Regions from separate parts of the Mus musculus genome. Here region 2 is linked to region 1. Evidence: chromatin contacts called from public HiChIP or PLAC-seq data. All regions are on one chromosome and are shown on one strand. Each heading gives the region's core, a stretch centred on a gene start, on an enhancer-like site or on the middle of the called end of the contact. The rest is flanking DNA. Distances are from core to core; before and after follow the strand shown.

Region 1 (3,297 bases), core at 571-3,070:
CTCTCTGTATACAATACCTCTGTTCAAACCCATCTAAAAATGATATTTGTGAGTAGTCTTATAAAATAGATTTCCATGCGGCTTTAAAAAAACAATGTTAGTGTTGGGGGTCCCTCCCCATCTGCTGACCACCCTCGTATCATCTTCTCCACTTAAACGTTCCCTGCCCCATTATTCTTTTCCCACTGTCATGTCATCCACATTCTGTTATTCTCCCTCCCTCAATGGCTTTTCAACCACCCCTACCCCACAGTCCCTTTCCTACCTTTCTGGTCTCTAGGAGCACTCCAACTTGAACACACGACTCTAGGATCTACACATGAGAGAGAAGATACAGCAGTTTTCATTCTGTGCCTGGGCTACCTTACTTAGTATAACATTTTTCTAGTTCTGTCCTGTCTTAAGATTTTACAATTTACTTCACTTTTATTTATAGTTGAATAAAATTCCATTGTGTATACATACCACATTTTCATTACCCATCCATAGGGTGATAGACATCTAGGCTGGTTTCTTTCTGTGGTTATTGTGACTAGTGTCACAATGAGTGTGGACTTTGGATGTGGACTTTTGTCTGTGTAGTACGATGCACAGTCTTTTGGTTGAGTGCCCAGGAATGGGACGGTTGGTTCCTATGGCAGTTCTATTTTTAGGTTTTTGAGAAGCAACCATATTGATTCCACACTGAGTCTCACTAGCCAATTTAGCATCCCACCAGCAGTGAATGAAATCTCCCCGTTGCCCATATTCTTGCTAGTATTTACAAACAATTTCCTACATCCCTACATCGTGGTAGTCAAATAGTGAGGGAGAAACAGCTATTCTTACTGTCAGTGTTTATATTAACAGAGATTGAGTGCTGCCAGACTATTTTGTTTATTGTTGGGAAACTGAGGTTAGTTTTTTTCTTTTCAATTGTGTGGTTCTTTTCCCTTTTTAATTTTGAAGTATTGGAAGGTAGACTTTTTCTGTCATATGTGTTCAACAACCACAGAAGTAGTTTAGCATATCTGTGATCAGCCATTGTCATTGAATGAGGTAAACTTGTGTTTGGTGTAAATGTTAAGTGTTTGTAAGCTTGGATTGTCATGGGGAGAGCAAAGGGTTCAGAGGACGAGAGCAGGAGGTCAGTTGTGGGTCTGGTGATTTCTAGCTTCCCATTTGAAACTGAGGGAATTTTAGCTTCCTCAGCTGTCGAGTGGGAATAATTATAATACTTCCTCATAGAGTTGTGAGAAATTAGTGACATCATGAATATACTACCACACCCGATACTAAATGGAATGTTAGTTTTTATTTCTGATTTGGTAATAGCCAGCTGGCACACTGGTATATAGTATTTTAAGAAATTGGAATGTCTACTTTCAATTATATTTTTGGAAGACAAAGTTAATTATCATTATCTACTAGATGTTTTCTGCCTTTAGCATATTTCATTATTCTTACCAGTTTTGTACTTAGGACAGCCAAGTATCTGGGGAGATTCATGAGACAGTGAAAGGAGGTGGCTTTGTAATGTTGATGAGCAAGAAGGGACAGTCCTGATGCTGAAAGTAAAATTTCACGTGAAAATGACCTTAATATCTTCTTCCCTTGTTCAAAATTTCAGAGAAAATTTTGTTAAAATGCAGTTTTAAAAAAATTTGCATTTTCATTGGATTACAAAAATATGATCTTTCCAGATTTGTAGTTGTGTGTATGGGGAATGAACGTAAAGACTGGAGCTTTAAGAAGTTTTGTTCTGGGAAGAACCTAGACACCCTCTAGATCTGTGTCTGTTTCGTAGATGAGGAAGTAGGGAGCTCTCAGAAGCTCGGTGAGTCATTCGGGTCATGTAGCTACAGCAAGACAAAAGGCAAGAATGGCCCTTCCCCTTCTAGGGTGGGCATGTAGACTCCATTTCTGTGTGTAGGTCTTATGACATGAACAATACTCCAAATAACCGTGCCAAATGAGCTCCACATTCTTAAGCCTAGGGCTCAAGAAGGCGCATGTGCATTTTGTTACCTTAGAGAGATGACTGTGAGTTAGACTAAAGGAAAACACACACACACACACACACACACACACACACACACACACACACACAGCAGACCCTGTGCTTTAAGAACTCTTAAGCTTTAGTTTACACTGTGTTAATATTCTACAATGTCTTTTAAGTCTCCCATCCCATATTTACTTCGTTTTCCTGTAGATTAGAATTTGAGAACCCACATTGAAAATATGTTAAAGTTATTAAGCTGTGACAAAACATATTTTTCCTGTTGGTATTATCCAAGCATAGGATATACTAAAACATTAAAACTAGAGCCAAACTATCATAAAATTTTAGTAGAGCCTTAAAACTGTTTCTACTTTTCCTTTACAAATCTTAATTTTTAGTTGAATGTCAACATCAATCAAATGTCAGATTAATTGACATTTCCTTCCTATTGTCGAGGCATGAATTAAATGTTAATTTATTTATCTTTCTTTAGAATGGTTTATGTAAAATGTTAATTAAAACAAAATGTGTTGTAAGTTTTCCTTGTCCTAGAAGAAAATTGGGTGAGAAGCCTCCACCACCCCGAGCCCTCATAGCAATAAAGACGCTCTACTTTGGTGAGAGTAACTGGGAGTCACTGACATCACCTCACACATCCAATTTTTCAGTCATGTGGAATAGAGTAAAGCACAGTATTTAACAGATTAATCTTGGCCAGTGGATGTTATGGAAAGTGACATTCGGGGAGAAGTGACATAGGTTGGAGGCTGAACTTGACAACTGAAAACATGGGCTGCAGGTAGCTTCTTGTCATTTGTCCTGTGCTGTTTCTACTGAGAGCCACAGATTTTATTAGAAAAGTGTCATAAGATATCAAAGAATGGTTAATTACTTTTCAGAATCCCAGACAGTTGAAGGAACAGAGTTGGTTGCTAAGACTACTCCATTTCCTACTTTCTCCTTCTGCCTCTTAGCAACATATTCAGCCTTCCCAACCTACAGTAAATGAAAGTTGTCATGTACAATGAAATGTTGCTTCTATAAACATTTAATGTGGAAAAGTTTAAAATGTACAAACGTTAGAGACACTTGTTCTGAAAGAGCCAGCTTATAAATATACAGAAGAGAATAAATGCTATTCATAATCTTACTGATCTGAAGTCCCCATGTTCATGTTTGGGTGTGTATTTGTCAAGATCCTTTTATACTTATATTTACAATTTGCTGTATGTTTCCAATACATATTCTGGTGTCCTTTCAAATCAATATATGTTGTTGTTTTCAATGAAGCATCACATTTTACTGGCTGTGAT
Region 2 (3,297 bases), core at 323-2,822, 330 kb after region 1:
TAGGGTTTATTAAGGAGTTTGAACATTTTTCTAGGCAGTGAGAAGCCTTTGAAAAACTATTAGGCAGCAGGATAACAGTCCCATCTGTGTTTCAGATATAATGTTGGCAGCAGTGTGGCAGGCAGTAGACCTAAAGATAGAGCATAAGCTCATTGCTTTCTCTATTTGCAGAGTAACCTTTTTCTTTTTTTTTTTTTTTTTTGTCTTGACACACATCCTTTTTGTGTGAGGAAATCCCTAGGCCTAAAGCACCATATACGTCTCTTGTGTGAAGAGGAATTTTGCTATAATAAAAAAGAGGAATGTGTCCACAGCCACCAAATTGTGCCATGGGCCATGTGTCATATTCACTATTATGAAATAATTTAACTGAAGTGATTGATTGTATATGTGTAACTGTAAAATTCAGACATTCTTAGAAAAAGCTTTATAAAACAGTACAGCTAAATAGCATAGGAAATCCAGGTTATAAACTGATCGATAAAGTCTCAGGTCAGCAGAACAAGTCAACTAACTTGGGGAATATGATCATCAAAGTCTTAAAAATAACAAGTCTGAACACCTGTAATTGAACTTGGTAATATCAGACAGCTAGCAAAATGACATCATCTAGAAGTCATATGTAATAAGTGCCGACTATGTTTTATGTGTCAGCTGTTGTTTCAACATGGGTAGCCTGTTGGATATTCATGGTGTTGTGGGCTAGAGACATCTGCTCCATGTTACATAGAAAAGTGGGAGTATAAAAAGAATAACTTCCCCAGTGTTTCATAAATAGTGATAGAGATGGAGTCAAGCTAGGCAGTCTAGCTCCAAGCACATTTAGCAATTATTTCTCTGCATCACCAGAGAGCTATCTTCTGCTTGGAAAAATCTCTTACATCATCCTACTATAAGACCCAAGCCTGGAAGCCAGAGAGAATGGAGGGAGATAAAGGAAAGGAAAGGACCACAGGCAAATGTGCACGAGGATAAGCACCTGCTTGGTCTCAAGAACATATTTATATGAAATTACACGAAAGTGGCAATTTGCCAAAAATCGTTATACAATGGATTATATCATAGGCATATTTTCTAACTCATGGTTCCCCAGGAATCCTTGAGAGCCATATTTGGCTGACTCCATGTTGTTTGAACCTTTATGTGATTCTTAGAGCCTTTCATTCCCTTCCAATACAATTCTTCTCTGTTTTTCTTTTCAGTGAAAGAGAAAATATCAATAAAACCATGTTTGTAAAATATCAATAAAACCATGTTTGTATTTGACTGGCACAGAAACATTAAATTTTGATAGAGATATCCTTAGAAACTGGTTCAGTGTTGCCATGACCTGGGTGGTTAAAAGGTAAAGAAAGTGCAGATACTTAGAAAGCCCAACTCAACCTGTCTGTAGAGGCCTCAGTTAGCACGGAACTTTGTTCTATGTTAGTTGTCTTAGGACAGAGGTTTTCAACCTTTTGAAACCCTTTAACACAGTTCCTCATGTTGTGGTGACCCCTAACTGTAAGGGTGGGTCTAATGCTAAGTTGCTGTTCCTTAATTGGTTCTTGATGTGTCAGTAAAGAAGCCATGGGCCAATTGCTGGGCAGAAGGGAAAGGCAGATAGGCAGGACTTCCAGGTCCCTGGAGGCAAGCAGAGAGACACAAGGAAGGAGAGGAGAGAGAAAAACCAAGCAGCCCTGTGAGATTTCGGGTGGAACTGTGGCCTGTGGCCACTCCTGCAGACAGGCACTTGAGGATATTTAGCTGAGACTAGATGTAGCTGAGCAACTAAAGTTGAGGGCAGGCAGAGAGGTACAGAGCTAAGAGTGTTGATATGGACACGGTTTTTCGGGCAGGAGATAAGTAGTGCCCAACAACTGTGCCAAAAGGGAAAATTGCAATGGAACAACTGTGTGTCTGTGCCTTTTATCCATGGATTCATGGGAAGTTGGGTGGGGGCTGGTAGTGTGGCCTGTTCCCGGAGCTTAGGTGGGGTAGCAAAAGCTGTATTCAACACTCAACCATAAAATTATTTTCATTGTAACTTCTTAACTGTAATTTTGCTACTGTTAGGAACCATATTATAGATATATGTGCTTTCTGATGATGTTAGGTGACCCCAGTAAAAGAGACATTCAGGCCCTAAAGGGGTCATAACCCACAGGTTGAGAAACACTGTCTTAGAGTTTATTATGACACCACTGAAAATGTATTTTTTTCTGGGAAAGGGGTGTTTAGGGTTTCATTTCCTGCTTTGCTCCTAGACTGTGAGCCATTCAGTAAAGCACAAGTCTGTGTTTCCTGCCACCTCTTGTTCAGCTACTACTCCATAGGAATGGATAAGGAATACATCTGAATTGGGTTTTATATAATGTTCTTTCCTGGTGCTTGTTCTAAAAGTCTATTCTTAAAACAATCCTGCCAAACTCTTGATGATTTTGACGTGGTAATATTCAGTTATCGTAATAAACTATGAGAAATATGAATGCTAAGACGCATTAGCTATTTGATAAAGCCCATAGAATAAAGCTCAAGAATGAGACGATTTGAAACAGTTACATATTAATAATAGTAATTTGGACAGTATTTTCAAAGGAGATGCTCCCTTGATCATGACAGCATAATTTGGTGCCTGACTTCATTGACTAAGATGACTTAAATGTCATCTGAAGAGATCAACAGAATCCATGGGTACACTGTAGTCTCAAGTTATTGACTTCATCGACCTCAGAGATGTGTGCTTCATGTCCTTCCCCTACTCTTCCTCTCTGCCCAACAACGGGAGCAAGGATACTGAACACTCTGAGGTTTGTGAACTTTGGTCTTCTGGGATCAAACCAGTGTTAAGGAGTAACCCAGACCTTTCTATTTTTTTCTGCCCTGAGCTACTAGTACTTCCTGCTATCTATTGTTAGCAGAGATTTGGGTTTAGGAAAGCATTTCTCTACTGTGGGGAAAATCACAATGCAGCTGACAGGAGTCTCACGAGGCAGTGCGAGAATGCCTGCCTCTACACTGCCCTCTGCTGGCATTTCTCTCAACCAAGCCTCTCTTCCAGTAATTCTTAGGATCAAATTCCTTACTTAGTTTTGTGCTTGGAGCTGTGAGTAATAGGAAATACAGTTAAATTAGATACACCTGTAGTTTCAATGTTTTAAAATATTTATCTATTTACTTACTCACTTGCTTGCTTACATACTTACTGCTTTGTTTGGTTGCTTTGGGCTTTGCCCCTTATATGTTAATCTCACTTTTATACTGCCTGAAGTGCCAACTGACTAAATCAGTTCAAAGTGTCACAGCAAAACACTATAT

The links. HiChIP or PLAC-seq counts read pairs in DNA pulled down with a chosen protein or histone mark.
Region 2: an H3K27ac HiChIP or PLAC-seq map of microglia shows a contact between it and region 1, with 4 times the contacts expected there. The contact joins two enhancer-like sites. A contact is called at or near these places in 2 of 484 Hi-C or Micro-C datasets (cerebral cortex and macrophages) and 2 of 115 datasets of contacts at active chromatin or transcription factors (acute myeloid leukemia and microglia).

The regions. Positions count from the first base shown.
Region 1 is chr1:55,505,416-55,508,712 of GRCm38.p6, forward strand. The region is part of intron 1 of Plcl1 (phospholipase C-like 1); the gene reads left to right. It overlaps Gm39642 (a long non-coding RNA gene), which reads right to left. Exons shown (of 4, transcript XR_003947824.1): 1 at 466-3,297; 2 at 266-313. Among named protein-coding and RNA genes, the nearest start is that of Gm39642, 5.7 kb to the right of the region's middle. Within about 2 kb of position 1,821, at least 22 of the 459 cell types and tissues checked have an H3K27ac peak or open chromatin away from gene starts, as enhancers often do. A contact at or near this core is called in microglia, where this site is marked.
Region 2 is chr1:55,835,384-55,838,680 of GRCm38.p6, forward strand. No RefSeq gene overlaps it. Among named protein-coding and RNA genes, the nearest start is that of Gm32949, 52 kb to the right of the region's middle. Within about 2 kb of position 1,573, at least 16 of the 459 cell types and tissues checked have an H3K27ac peak or open chromatin away from gene starts, as enhancers often do. A contact at or near this core is called in microglia, where this site is marked.